Linked DNA regions of Zea mays: region 2 is linked to region 1. A link is a contact called in public Hi-C data. All regions are on one chromosome and are shown on one strand. The core of a region is the stretch at or near the end of the contact, and the rest is flanking DNA. Distances in the headings are between cores, read along the strand shown.

Evidence for each region. A called contact is a pair of places that touch in the nucleus more often than the background predicts.
Region 2: a Hi-C map of tassel shows a contact between it and region 1, with 2.8 times the contacts expected there. The contact joins the promoter of LOC100280698 here to the promoter of LOC542146 in region 1. A contact is called at or near these places in 5 of 25 Hi-C or Micro-C datasets (bundle sheath, ear, endosperm and 2 more).

What each region holds. Positions count from the first base shown.
Region 1 is chr3:168,481,803-168,489,224 of Zm-B73-REFERENCE-NAM-5.0, forward strand. LOC542146 (DEAD box RNA helicase 1) reads right to left here and starts at 3,811. Exons shown (of 10, transcript NM_001111771.2): 1 at 3,564-3,811; 2 at 3,057-3,484; 3 at 2,780-2,959; 4 at 2,524-2,685; 5 at 2,286-2,440; 6 at 2,103-2,195; 7 at 1,908-1,993; 8 at 1,572-1,798; 9 at 113-346; 10 at 1-7. The coding sequence starts at 3,619.
Region 2 is chr3:168,704,506-168,711,927 of Zm-B73-REFERENCE-NAM-5.0, forward strand. LOC100280698 (lipoprotein) reads left to right here and starts at 2,666. Exons shown (of 1, transcript NM_001153617.2): 1 at 2,666-4,373. The coding sequence starts at 2,748. The coding sequence ends at 4,169. It overlaps LOC100284062, which reads right to left. Exons shown (of 15, transcript NM_001156960.1): 7 at 7,380-7,422; 8 at 7,059-7,160; 9 at 6,861-6,974; 10 at 6,714-6,770; 11 at 6,574-6,640; 12 at 6,447-6,500; 13 at 5,947-6,021; 14 at 5,820-5,855; 15 at 5,384-5,730. The coding sequence ends at 5,617.

The sequences.
Region 1 (7,422 bases), core at 2,561-5,060:
AAATTGCCTGAACAAAAAACCCACAAGTTAATACAGGTGAAGCCAGATGTGATACCAGAACATGCAATACTGTTCTCAATGAATAAATGAACAGTGAAGTTCATATAACTACCTCCTCCCGTTGAGTTCGAAGACCTGGACATGGATTCTAAGGCAGGATTCACAACTTGGCCAGCTTCTCGCAGAATCTTCACTAGATTCCTTGAGAACTTTGCATTTGCGTGTGTGAAAAAAGTAAATGCAGTTCCGCTAGCACCAGCACGGCCAGTTCGACCTATCCTGTGAATATAATCTTCAAGAGTTGTTGGAAAATCATAATTTATCACACACTTTATGTCCTTCACATCTGCAAAATCAACAAATATTATCAGTACTTAATCAAAATTGATGTGTTGTCCTGAATACCATGCTGGACCACGCTGGAACATCAACATTGTCGATCCCCATAGAAGGTACATGGTCTAGACAAGCACCAAAAAGTCCACAGTGCTGCACTTTTGAATTCTAAAACACAAGTCGAAGGAGCTGAAAAACTGAACCAGGCATCAATCACTGCTGGATGTGGAATTGATGGTGATTAACCTCTCAGCCTTATCAAAAAATGTTGGAAGACTGCAACTGGCATGCCTGGGTAACCACTTATCCAATAATGTAACAGCATCAATATCCATAACCCAAACAAAATTCTGTAGGACATGCCAGTCCAACGTAGGCTGTAATGTGTAAGGTGCTGCATCAGAGGTCACTATCGTGAATCAACTGAAAAGAATGCTGATTACAACCATCCTTTTTGACCAGTTCACACTTGGCAGTGATACCGATGATGAGGAGCTTGATTGAGAAAGCAGAACGACTTTCTAAAGGTTCATGTAAAACTAGGGGAAAGCAAAGGAGATCCATGGACATGCTACTCATGAAGAATGTGCATTTGTGCAAACAAATATATTTGAAATTGATATTGTCATTTGTATACAAATGTTTTATGCCTAAAATTTTGCAATACATCTCTGAAAAGAATTATTGCTCCAATTAATTCTAAACAAATTAAACATGGATTTACAAAGAAAATGTAGAAAGGTAAGCCAAAAATACTTGCAAGAAAAGCAGACTATTGGATTGAAAAGAATTCAATTACAAGGACAAAGAATGAATGAAGAGGGCAGCAACACAATACCTAAATGTTCCAAAATGGTCAGATATGCAGGGATCAAGGAATTCAAATCAAGCTAAGAAATCAACTATAGTGTGAAATGCATATTCGGTTGCATGCTACTTTTTGAGGATTTCCATTTTATCCAAATGTAGGCTCCCTAAAAGGCTTATTCGGAAAGGGAACATTACCATGATAGCTCAAAGTTGAACTGCCTGTGTAACACTGCCAATGCTCACGCTCAAATGAGGTAAACCACGGGGGGAAATTATCTACCTTTGACATGATGGCACCTTGGTATACACCACCAATCCACAAGTTCAGTTCACTCAACCAATCGCAGCTCAACAACCCTCCGACTTATCACCCTTGAGCACTTGGAACTACTACCTAATCCTAATATTCAAATAAATCATCATACCAAGACCACGTGCTGCCACATCTGTGGCAGCCATTATGGGGCTCTTGCCGCTCTTAAACTCTGCAAGAACATAGTCCCGTTCAGCTTGAGCTTTATCACCATGTATAGATAATGCTGGCCACCCATCCATTCTAAGCTGCCGGGTGATCTTATCGCAATCCTTTTTTGTTTGGAAGAATATCAAGATACGGCTCCCATCCATTAGATCAGACAAGAGCTTACTGAGTCTGTGGGAAAGAGGTGAAAATCAACTCACACCGTGTCCATTTGTAATCGAAAGTAGCATAGTAAGTGAGCATAAAAGTTTTTAGTCAAAAGACCGTCAACCATACATACCTTGGATACTTCTCATGATCTGAAATAACTTCAACAATTTGTTGTATGGAATGATTAGCTTTAAGTTCAGGTGAGCCTATGATTACCTGCATTACAATATAAGCTAAAAGTTAAGAGAAGGGCTGTCAAAATCAATTCAATACAACATGGCAATAAAAGAACCAGAAAATAACAATAACAGAAGAGATCGTGCACCTTGTAAGGATTTTGTAGAAACTGTCTTGCTAAGGCTTCAACTTCTCTAGGCCATGTGGCACTCCAGTACAAGGTTTGCCTGTCTGGGCGGATCTAAGGATAGCAGAAGTGTTGGACAAGCATTAGAGCTAGGCAAGACAATAGATATTAGTAAGAATTCTGCATTTCTAAACGAAACTGTACCTGTGCTACTATTTTCCGAATTTGGGGCTCAAACCCCATATCTAGCATCCGGTCCGCCTCATCCAACACAAGGTATGTCACTCTACGTAGGTTTGTGTGACCAGCTTCCAGCATATCAATCAACCGGCCAGGAGTTGCAATGACAATTTCAACTCCTAAAAGTGCAAATGACAGATTGCATTGAGTTTAAAAGGCATTCATCTAAAAAGAATTAAAGTGGACAGATGTGTGCAGGTACCTCTTCTAAGGTCCCGTATTTGTGGACCCTTAGGTGCACCACCATAGACACATGTGCTTCTAGTTCTTGAATATGATCCAAATTTTGTAGATTCTTCCTGTATTTGAACAGCCAGTTCTCTCGTGGGAGCGAGAATTAATACAATTGGGCCATCGCCTTGTTCTACAGGAATTAGAATAACGAATAATATTAAAAGGGAAATGGACACAGTCAGAAAACATACAGAAAGCTCACAGCAAGTTTATAGGAAACCAACCTAGCCGAGGCTGGGCACCAACATGAACCAACCCAGGTAACAGATAAGATAATGTTTTCCCTGAGCCTGTTTGAGCGATACCAATCAGGTCCCTACCCTTCAAAGCCATAGGCCAACCTTGAGATTGAATAGGTGTTGGCTCCACAAATCCAGATTTGGCAATAGCTTGCATGCAGTAATCTGTCAAAAGAGTCATGAAACAGTAGTGTAAGAAATCACAGGTATTGCGTTATTTTCAACGGACACACGCACAGGAAACACTGGAACTAGAGTAAACCTGGGAAGTTGGCTTCCTGGAAGTATCTAACCGGCTTGGGCACATCCCGGCCCTCGATGGTGATATCCCGGAGGCGGCGGTACTGCGCCACATCCGCCTCCGACATTGCCTGGACGGAGGGACACTCCACGTAGAAGTTTTTCTCGAACGGTATCAGGCTCCGAAAGTCCGGCTTAGGGAGGGCGAGCGAGTCAAGCCCGTCCCTCCCGCGACCTCCTCCTCTGCCGCCACCTCCGTACCCTCCTCCACCGCCTCTGCCACCGCCACCACGGCCTCTGCCTCCCTGCCCGTAGCGCTGGTAGTCGCCGCCCGCGGGGGCCGCGGGCACGGGAACGGGCACAGGCAGCGGGTAGGCGGCGGCGTAAGGGTTCAGGTTCGCCGCAGCCACGGGAGCCGGCGGAGCGAACGTAGGAGCCACGGTCAAGTCGCTACATGCGGAACTCAAATCGATCGGGTCACCTTCGAATTCAAATCAGATCGGGAGAGCTAGAATTAGGGTTGCCGTACCTGCGCCTGTCGTGGTAGGATGAGGGGTCAGCGAAGCGGAGATCATACGGGTTCATGGCGCCGGTGAGGAGCTTGGCCGGCCGACAGAGCAGGGCGAGGGCGCTGACGTGCTCGAGGGGAAAGGCTAGGGAGGCCGGGAGGGGATGGATCTGCGGGCGGCGGCGGGCGGAGACGCGGTGGTTTACCTTTTGTTGGGTGTGGCTTTTGCTAGTGGCGTGCGGGAACGGACAGGGTCGGTTCGCGTGACCCACGTGCATAGGGATGCAACGGAGAATACCGTGTCGGATTTTATTTCACCGTAATTCACCACGGGACATCATCCCTATTTTCTGCGGGAATCTATACTACTCTATTAAGATAGTACCATCAGCGTCCACATCTAGGTTGCCCTCGCCTGCCCCCGCACCCTCCCACGCGCGCGCAAGGAAGCAGCCCGCCAGCCCCCGCGCAAGGAAGCAGCCCGCCAGCCCCCGCTGTGCCCCTCCCCCACGACCGCACAGGCACCGTCCCCCGCCGCCCCCGCCCCGAATCTCGCCCCTGCTGCGGATCCCGCGCCCTCCATAGTTGCCGCGATTGCTACCACGCGCCCCCTCCAGGAGGAGACTGACGCGGCGGCGCCGCGTGCCCCCACATGCCGCCCGTCAAGTTCAACATCCCCGCCCCGCTCGCCCCTACAGCGAACGCCACTGCCGCCCATCCTCGCGTCCTCCCCGTTCTCAGCGCCTCCCCCTGCCCCCGTCATCGGCGCCACAACCCCCTCGGCCTCCCCGGCCTCCCCGGCCTCGGCGTGATGCTCGGGAGTCATGACCGAGCGGCTCCAGATCCGCATCCGCAACCCCCTCGGCCTCCCCGGCCTCGGCGTCGATGCCGACAAGGACGACGAGGCGGTGGGAGATCTGGAGACGGCAGCAGCCAGCAGCAGCAGGCGGTTGCCACATCCGGAGACGAAGAAGGCGATGCCGGACTGGCTGCAGTCCGTGCAGCTCTGGAGTAACCAGCAACAGCCCTCCGCCTCCCCGCCGCAGCACCAGGATGAGTTGCTGCTGTCGTGCAGGCCGGTGGCGCTCAACGCCTGCAGGAAGCCCGGGGGCGCGTTCCAGCCGTTCGAGAAGGAGAAGAAGAAAAAGGACAAGGAGGAGAAGCAGCGCGCCGAGCTGGAGCTGGAGCTGCCGGTCGCGGCGAGCTCGGGCGTGGTCGGGGACAGCTGCGACAGGGCCGGCGCCACCGACACCGACACCGACACAGCCGAGAACAATAAGGCCAGCAACACCAAAGGCGGCAAGGACAAGAGGCTCAGCTGTCGTCGCAGGCACCCAGCCGAAAGGCGCGGCGGTGCTGGGCCCCGGAGCTCCACCACCAGTTCCTGCAGGCGCTGCAGCAGCTCGGCGGGTCCCACGGTTTGTTGCTCACCCTTATCCTACCACCACCTCATCACAGAAAACTAGAAAATAGGAATTTCTTTGTTGGTTATGCCTGGTAATAAGGATATACATATAACAATGGATTGATAACCATGCCACTCCTTTTATTTTGTAGCTGCTTCGGCGTGATGAAGCCAAGCTTAGCTTTTTTCTATATATAAGGACGGGTTTGAGAAAACATCTCTGGACAACTGAAATTGTTGAGCAGACTATGTTTGCTCGTATATTTTTCTCAGATTAATTTGGGATCAATTAATAATGTTGTATTTATGGTAAGAATTTGCTTTAAGTAACTTATGCTTTGACTGTGTTACGGTAGTTAACTAGGCTTTATTCACATATAATGAAGTGAGATTTATTTAATTTTGCACTCAATGACCAACATGTGCTTGTTCTCACATCATCTTATGCCTCTTTTGTATTTATTAACAATTATATTATATGCTTTATATTCTTACAATAGAAGATTATCTGTGTTAAGCCAAATGGACATAATTAGTTCTGTTTGCAAAAGCATTTTGGATTTTCCAACCTCAAAGCATTCCAAAAGGAAGTCTTGGATGCTTGGTTTGCTCACGGGGATTGTATTCTCCTAGCAGCCACAAAATCAGATGCGTTTTCTGTAATGCTCCTCTTTATTTCTGTAATTTATTATTTTTTCCATGTGGATGGTAGTTTCGCCCTCCTTTTCTCACATGGATAACTCTGCTGGCAGGAAAGTCCCTCTGTTTTCAGATCACAACTCTATTAACAACAAAGGTTGTGGTGGTCATATCACCCTTGATAAGTCTAATTCATGATCAGTGCTTGAAACATGCAAAACACGGGATATCTGCACGCTTCCTTGGATCAGGGCAACCTGATAGCCGCATTGAAGCTAAAGCGATGGCTGGCATGTATTAGATTGTTTATGTTTGCCACGAGACAATATTAAGGTTATCATTCTTCTTGTGGTATTCTAAAGTTTACTAACATGTTGTCGTCCCTATCTTGGTGGTGATGTCTCTTCTTGCAGATTAATGGATTCTTGAAGAAACTTGCAGAAAAGCTAGGGATTGCACTTTTGCCATTGATGAGGTCCATTGTGTTTCTAAATGGGGCCATGATTTTCGACCTGACTATAGGTCTGCTCTTGTGTTTGGTACTCAAGGAGTGGTGAGGTTTAACAAACTGCAAAGTAGGGGAAGAAAGGAGGTACAAGGAAGGTTTCTATTACAGAAAGGTGTGGGAGAGGCCCGCGATGCAGTGCAAGCACTCATCTGTCCACATAGCATCAGGTCTCTCTGTATGCAACTCTGACACAGCACGGTGGCCGTGGAGGCATGGAGGTGGAGCTAGCAGCAGCCAATAGGCCTCTCGCATCGAGCTTCGTGTTGCCACCTCTTTCGTGCATCTATGTACAAGGAATTGGGTTCTGCGTTTGTGTATAACGGAGTGGTGTTCTTCAATTTCTCAGTCATGTTATTTCAATATATCTGTCAACCTGTGTCAGCATGGTCACTAAGAACAAACTTATAGAGGTACGACTTACTGAGAACTTTCTTGTTGTTGCATCACTGAAGTACAATTACTTCAGTTGAACAAAACAGTTATATATTTTCATGAATACGTTTCACTCTCCCAATTATTTTTCTGGTTGCATTGTTTAGACAATAGCAAATTGCATTGACATGTGATTTAAATGTCAAAATTTATCTACAGTTTGCTATTTGATCTACAGTGTAAGGTTGCTGAACCGTTTGGCTTGCTCTGGTGGTAGTTGCCACCTTTCTTTTGCCTTTGCCAAATTTTAAAATGTACAAACAAGGGCTACTCTTGGCATGCATTATTTTCACTGGTTTGACGTAGTCTCAATTATGTATTTAGGTATTAAGAAGTAGCTATCTCAAATTTCTATGAATTCAAGTGTCTTTCTTGTTCTCTGTCTTTGTAGAAGGGGGAGAAACATGAAGGAAATCTAAAATAAGTCATGAGATAACTTCTGGTGCTTTTGCAGAGAAGGTATTGCACATTTCATACTTTAAGATACAATAATCATGTGTCTATATTCATCTTATATGGCTATTCCCTTCTCATGTTTGAATGACACATCGAAAGCAACATTTTTAATTGTGTATTTTCCAGCAGGCAATTTGCATCTCCCAGCAGCGATGGTTAGAGCATCTCAGAGCATAAATCTAAACCTGTCGCAAGATCTGTTCCTGACAATATGAGCAGATATTCTTCTCTTAGTTCTAAGACACAACTGAATTCAGTAGAACAAGCTTTCGATACAAAACCTTCTTTAGTTCCTCATGAGAATGGCCATGGCAAATCATTGGACACTAAGTTGCCCAAGCTTGGTAGTTTGCCTTCACGTGTACTACTTAATGGCACCGATGGGGATGATCATAGTGACCGTTTGAAGCAAGGTTTCGTGACAGGTGATATGGTTGCTA
Region 2 (7,422 bases), core at 1,416-3,915, 220 kb after region 1:
CACTAGCCAAATTTGGCTAGCAACTCTCCCTAGCCAAGCTAACTTGCATGTTGGAGAGTCTGTTGGAATGAGATGTTATATATAGAGTTTAATATTTATGGAGATACAAATAAAGAGTCAAATAAAGATTCAAAAATAAAGAGTCTCTTGGAGATGCTCTAATAGAAGTATACCTATATGATTTTAGTTACTCCTTTGTTGAAAATATATGTTTATAAGTTTTCTCTAAAAGATTTGTACACTATAAATTATTTTTCCTAATTTATAGTCCGAATTTAGCCCAGTGTATGGTGTGCCAACAGATACGTTCGGTGCTCTCCGTATTTCCAAGTCCGAATCTAGCCTCTCTGCAAGACGTATCCGGTGCGCCACCAGATACGTCTAGGGTTCTCTAGTGTGTTCTGAGTTGTTTCTACGATTTTTTGCTTTGTTTGGGCTTGATTTGCCTTGTGTCTTGGACCTTGGTATGACCTAGCTAGACAAATCTTCAATAAATCTCTTTTTAAGTCCTTTGTTTGACAACTTTATCCAAGTTGATCTTCGGAATTTGCTTTGCACATATTGTCTAAGTATATGCTTTATCTTTTAGCCTCTATAATCAATCACTTAGCAAAGTTGTGCTAGTCATTATATACCAAAATTAATATTAAAATGGTCCAAGGTCCGTTTTACTTTTGGTCCGTTCGAGACGGTCAAGGTTCTGCGCCTGGTCGTGACCACGGTCTAAGGGTACCATCTTAAAAAATCTTTTTTTTTCTTCGTGAGGAAGAAGGCATGAGAGAGTAACATGTGAGGTCGTCTATCTATCTAAAGGTAAAAGAGGCAGTTTCAGAGTGGCTGTGTTGTCAAACGGTTTTCTAGTAAACCATGGGCCTGTTTGGTTCGGCTTTTTTCTGAAGAGCTTTTCTGAAAAGCTGGTTGTAGCGAAAAGTTGGCTGTGGGAAAAACTGGTGATTAGAATCTGGGTGTTTGGTTCGGCTGCTGTGGAGAGAAGCTGGTGGGTAGAATCTGGGTGTTTGGATACGCAGATTATGAGATTGTAGATTCTGATTAAAAAAAGAAAACAGATAAATACAAACAACCAACTAGTGCATTAATTCCGTTGGGGCCTGTTGTATGCATTGACAGCATTAGAAATACATGTTGGCATTCTCTTAGTGCTATGAGTTGGTATTCTGTATTAATTTTTATACCAACTGTATTTGACATCAATTCCGCTCGAATTAGTTTATTTTTTAAATATCATGTAAGTTTGTGTTTGTTTTTTTATCCGGTTAGAATCTAGGTATTTGGATACGCAGATTATGAGATTGTAGATTCTTAGTGAAAAAAGAAAATAGGCAAAGACACAATAATTAAAACCTGATTAAAATTATACATGATTTGTCTATTACAATATAACTATTGACCGGTTCAGATAACAAACCATGACACTAAGCATTAGCTTTTTTTCGGCATGGATGTAAATGGCCCGTATATCTATCTAATATAATGCTCGTAATTAACATCACGGCTAAAGTGTTGATGATTACTGATCGTCCTAGTACAGTTAGTGCGTATTTACCAGTAATATAATCGATGTGGGTTGAGATAAAGAGAGAGTCAGACGTACGTACGAAGCAGATGAGACCAGGATTCACGAGACTTCACACGGACGTGGTGCTGAGCTGCTTCTCCGCAGTCGTTGAAAACCTGCTTCTCAGAAAATCGGCGGTGGCTAGAATCACCTCAGAATCTAGACGTTTGGACACCAAAACCCGCTTATGGCGGCCAGAATCGGCTGAAAAGTCGAACCAAACACGGGCCATGATGGATCTCAGCTGGAGTCCACTTCATGGTAAATTCTAAATTCAAAAAAAAATATTAGAGAAACCGAGCATAAACATAATGTAGACGGCAGGCATCAAAGCAAGTGTATGCATGGCTCTGGCCTACACCCACGTACTACGGCGGCGGCGGCAGCAGCATCGGAGTTGAGAGTACCGTCGCACGTGACGTGAGACGTTCAATGGTCCATCCATGATATGGATGGAATCATTTGACGCTACTACTACGAGGCGGGAGGGGAGATGATAAGCATCCCTGCTACTGCTACTGCTACGCAAGCAGGCCATCAAGTTTGGCACGCGCGAATATGTTCTTCGTTAGCTTTATATATAGAAGAATAAGAAATATATACTATGATCTTATGGTCGCTATGTTTGTGCGATGCGTTGTCGATCGCTCCCTCCGACTGTATTATTAACGTGTGTGTGTGTGTGTGTATTCAGATAGATAGATGCCTTGGTCAAGAGCATCTGCAGTGCCTCAATGACCATTAGCTGTATACGTACTATGGAGCAATAATAGAGCGCCACCTGATTTCTAATTATTTGGACCATAATTAAGCACTCGACATTGATTTCTTAGGCTCAAGGGAAATCGAAATGTTCGATCCAACCATTATTCCAAGATGCCCAGATAGATTAGATAGAAAGCGAGTCAAGTAACGGATGGAGCACATATCCATCCATTTGCTTGCCGCCCCTGCTCCACCACCATCACCGTACCATATTATCCTATCCTATCGAGCAAGAGCACAGATGCCCTCAGCCTGCTCTCCCCTCGCGTTCTCGCCACGGCCTACGGCGCTATATATAAAGCAGACCAAATGACCAATCATCCATACCAACACAAAGCCAAGGCGCGGCGCAGCCAGAGTAAGCAGAGAGTTGCACTACCGTGCTTCTTCAGTTCTTCTTCCTAGTATGCACTCGCTTGTGAGGCGTGGCAATGGCTACGGCTACGGCTATGGTGGTTACGGCAGCAGCAATCCCCATATGAACTACCACCGCCAAAACACCGAGTCCGTGACCACCGTCGTCACGGAGATGAACCGAATGGCCGTCGACGACAAGCCCTGCTACGGCGGCGGCGTGCAGAAGCAGGCCTGCAAGGTGGAGGCGTTCCAGGAGCACGACGAAGCGTACAAGGGCGCCGTGGCCGTGCAGCAGAAGCACTCCTCCTTCAAGGAGGACAAGGAGGAGGTGCGCGGTGCTGCTGCCGCCGTCAGAAGCTGGCACGACGAGTTATACAAGGAGGAGGAGGAGGAGAAGCGCGTCGTCGACACGGAGTACGGTGCCCGCTACGGGGGTGTGGCCGCCGTGAAGAAGCCGGGCTACAACTACAAGCAGCACGAGGCATACGGGGAGACCGAAGGTGCAGGGTACGGCTACGGCGCCGGCGGCGTGAAGAAGCAAGCAGGCTACAGCTACGCGCAGGAGGCGTGCGGAGAGAGCTACGGCGGCGCTCACCACGGTGGTGCCGGTGCCGTCGCGCAGACGTACGCCTACGACCAGCAGCAGGCCTACAAGCACAAGAACGCGGCAGGGGCGGGGGCGGGGTACGGTGCTCCCTACGGTGGTGGCGCCGTGCAGCAGCACGACGGACACAAAGATGTGTACCGGCACGGCGCCGCCGCCGGTGGCAAAGTAAAGAAGAACGGCTACCAGTACCAAGAGGCGTACGGCGGAACTGACGCAGGAGGGTACGGTGCGCACTACGGCGGCGGTGGTGGCGCCGTGCAGCAGTACGGGTACGGCGGCGCCACTACCGATGGCAAAGTGAAGAAGGGCGGCCACCAGTACTACGGCGGAAGTGGTGCAGGAGGGTACGACTCTCACTACGGCGGCGGCGGCGGTGGCGCCGTGCAGCAGTACGGCGGCTACCATAAAGATGCGTACGGGTACGGCGGCGGCGCCACCGCCGGTGGAAAAGCGAAGAAGAGCGGCTACCAGTACGAGGAGGCGTACGCTGGAACTGGCGCGGGAGGATACGGCGCTCACTATGGTGGTGGCGCCGCCGTCGCTCAGAAGCAAGGCTACAGGCAGGGCATATACGAGAGCGAGAGCGAGAGCGAAAGCGAGAGCGAGAGCGACGAGAGCGACTGCGAGGAGGCGTTCCTGCCGCACGGCGGCCGGACGCCGCAGGGCGGCGTGCAGCACAGCTACGGCTACGGGGGCGGGGCGTACAAGCACGGGGCTGGCAACCTCGGCGGCTTGCGCCGCTACCAGTCGTACGAGAGCCGCGAGGATCTCGGCGGCGGACGCCGCTACGAGACCTACCAGAGCACCGTCCAGTACACCGGCTCCCCGACCAAGAACCGCCACGTCCTACGCTACGGCGCGTAGGCATATATACGCTCTGATCCAGTTGCATTGCAGCACGTGCACCTACGTATATTCCTATGCCGCGTCGTGTGACTCGTGTCGTATAGGCAGGCGGCACCGCTACTTGGTGGGCCTTGTGTTTGCTGGTGCAGATCGAAAAATCTGACAATAAGATGTACTTAATGCCACCTTGATATAATAATGTATGAAGACGAAACTTTGAAAACTGTTTTACGCATGTTGGTTGTCTGGGGTCAGTACTCAGTACTGCAGAGTGCAGTGAGTGCTCAAAGCAAGGCATAATGCAACGTTTGCCGGTACGTTAGGTTTAATGATATATTAGTCAATGTAGATTTGCATAAACCCATAGATATAAGGTTGTTTAGTTTTATCATAATCTACCTAACCTTAGTCGCTCGAATTGAAGAACTAAACTTAGGTAGAAAAGTTAGATACGATGTGACGTTTTAGACAGCAAACCAAACAGCTCCAAAATAACATTACCCCTACTGGAAACGTAAGACACCTGCTACAACACAAAGATCTAAACAATCAAACATAATTTACTGTACATGACACCAAAACGCTGCGTAAAGACATCTTTGAAACGTAGGATTCTAGAAGCATAAGAATAAAAAAATGTAGAAATAAGATATGATAACATCTTGAAGACTAAGAAATGTTGTAACGGCATGTGGATGGGCGACATGAAAAACGTATGGATTCGATGGGAGAGTGACATAAGTGGAACTTACGATTCGACGAGAGAGTAACACAAAGGGAACTTTTCTTGAGATCCAGCCTCTTGATAAAATCCCTCCCAAGTTCAATCCATTCCGTTTGAATTTCATAGGATTTATACAAACCAATCATTTGTTCCAAAAGCGTTCATAGAAAATAATCCTATGGGGTTTGAACCTCTAGAATCACTTCACTTTGTTCCAACGAGTACTTCATCCTGACTTGGGTTATACAGGTGATGGGTAATGCAAGCAACTAATCACACCACACCATATGTGGATAACTGTTTGCATCTGGCTATGCAGCAAGATGTTTCAGGGCTGTCATTCTGATAACTGGCTAGAGCATGAAAATGAGGCACTGAAGGCACAAGGGCTGTCCCAAAGCAACCATTTGCTTGTTATTAAAACAATGAAACGAAATGACCATATCGATATTGCATTTGGGCAATATATCAAAAAAAAAAGAGCCACCGGATTCATGCTAAATCGGTTACTTACACAAGAGCTACTCTCGTCGCTACGGTTGAAAACAAGTAAAGAAGATTAAGAAGAGTAAAAACGTACATCGATTCTGTACAAATCTGGCTGTGGTGCTGCATCTCTACAGAGTCAGTTGCTTATCGGACAGGAAGGCGCTAGGTTCACAAAACAGAAACCTTGGCGTGACTCGCGAGGTGCCTGTATGCAGGCATGCAGTGCAGCTAAGCTACTGTCGGTGCGTGCAGCTAAGCTACCGTCGATTTTGGTGGTGTGATCCCGTGCTCCAAGTAATATGCTTTCTCAGCATCAGTCAACCTTGTTTGGAACATCCCCCATTCTTTACGACAGCGTGCTCTAACCTGTAACAGACAGAACAGCAACATAAAACCCTTTCATGCATTCCCACGGCGAAATATGTAAAATTAGTAACTGTTATTAGTTAGCTTACCCCTTCCCATGGTGCTTTTCCATTCTCTGCCTTGCCCTGACAGGAATGGATGCTACAGGATCAGAATTCACTGTATCTATGTGTGTACCGTGCACAAAAGTGAGATGGTACCAATAGTCTGGCATACCTGGTTACCAAGCGAAGGGATGACTTGATGAACAATCCACTGGGAGTCAACCACTCCAATTTTCTCATGGGCTGGCTGTTTAACATAAGATCAGATAAGAGAATCCTGGATCAGTAAACATGACTGGTTGTGGTGGATAGCATGTAAAGAGGGGGAAGCTCAGGTTGTGGATGGCATTGGCCTCCTTGGTACAATTGTATATGTGCATTAGTTTGGAATGTGGAAACGAAATTCTCTCTCCATGAGTCCCATCGCATCTGAAATTGCCAGCTTCTGTTTATATACTACCATACCGCACATCCTCTCATCTCTACTACCAACCTAACCATACCTAACGATACATCACACCTGGCCACCCCATGATCCCCAAAGGAACTAAAGTTTAAAAAATACTGATTCTATACGATAAGCAACCCAAGGTATGCTGCAACTATGCAAGATAGTATTCACGTACAATGCAATTCATCAGAGTAATATACTAATATGGATGATGAATATACCTCCACACATTTCCTAAGAGCAAAATCAAGGCCCCATCCATGGACCAAGTCGTTCTGCAGAAAACAATATGTAAGAATACAGGCTTCAAATGAAGTTAAGAGAACAGTAGGAGATACCACTCCCCACCTGAATCATATGCCATACACAGCGCCATGCATCCCTTGAGAATACAGTTGCCATAATTTCAACAAACCTGCATATCAGATTACATGTGAAAAACAGAAATTTCGATAAGAAAATAATCTAATAAATGATTGCACTCCTACGCTGCACATGGTGGCAGGTGAGGGTCGCTACACCAGCCAGGTCTCTCCTCAGTTACTCTGTGAAAAAGCAAAATACCATTCCAGAAACCAATATAGCTGTGTGTGGCTACTAAACAATGGTAAAGCAATATTAATTCAGGAGCTCACTTGTGGACTTCCTGATCACCTCTTCGTTTAGTCATTTGCCATGTCAAACCTTTATCGGGCTCCAAACCAGGCTGAGAGATCTCAAGCCCATGCTTCCTAACAAGCTTAATGTACCTGAAGAAGATACTTTGAGAATTGAGATTATCTTTCTTGAGGGAACACCATTAAAAAAACAAATAAGGATATGCTGCTGCTTACGCCTCTGCATTAAAATGTTCGACACCAAGATCTTCATCCCAGATAAATATGTAGTCGTAGCGGGCAACAATGTCAGGATGTAGAAATCGTTTGGCATACCACCTTGGGTAAACGAGAAATAAGTTTGCAACCTTTGATGGACAAATGCATAGAGACTGAGGGGCCCCTTTGGAACGCAGAAAATTCATAGGAATTGTTTAGGAAATTCACAGGATGACAGGAACCGGTTCATTTCCATAAAAACACAAGAATGGAGGGCGGGCGGCATCCTGCATTCTAATGGGGGCCTGATCATTGCAAACACACAAAAGAACAACTCACCATTTGGTTTGCTTTGTGACACTCACATGGACGGCCCTTTTTG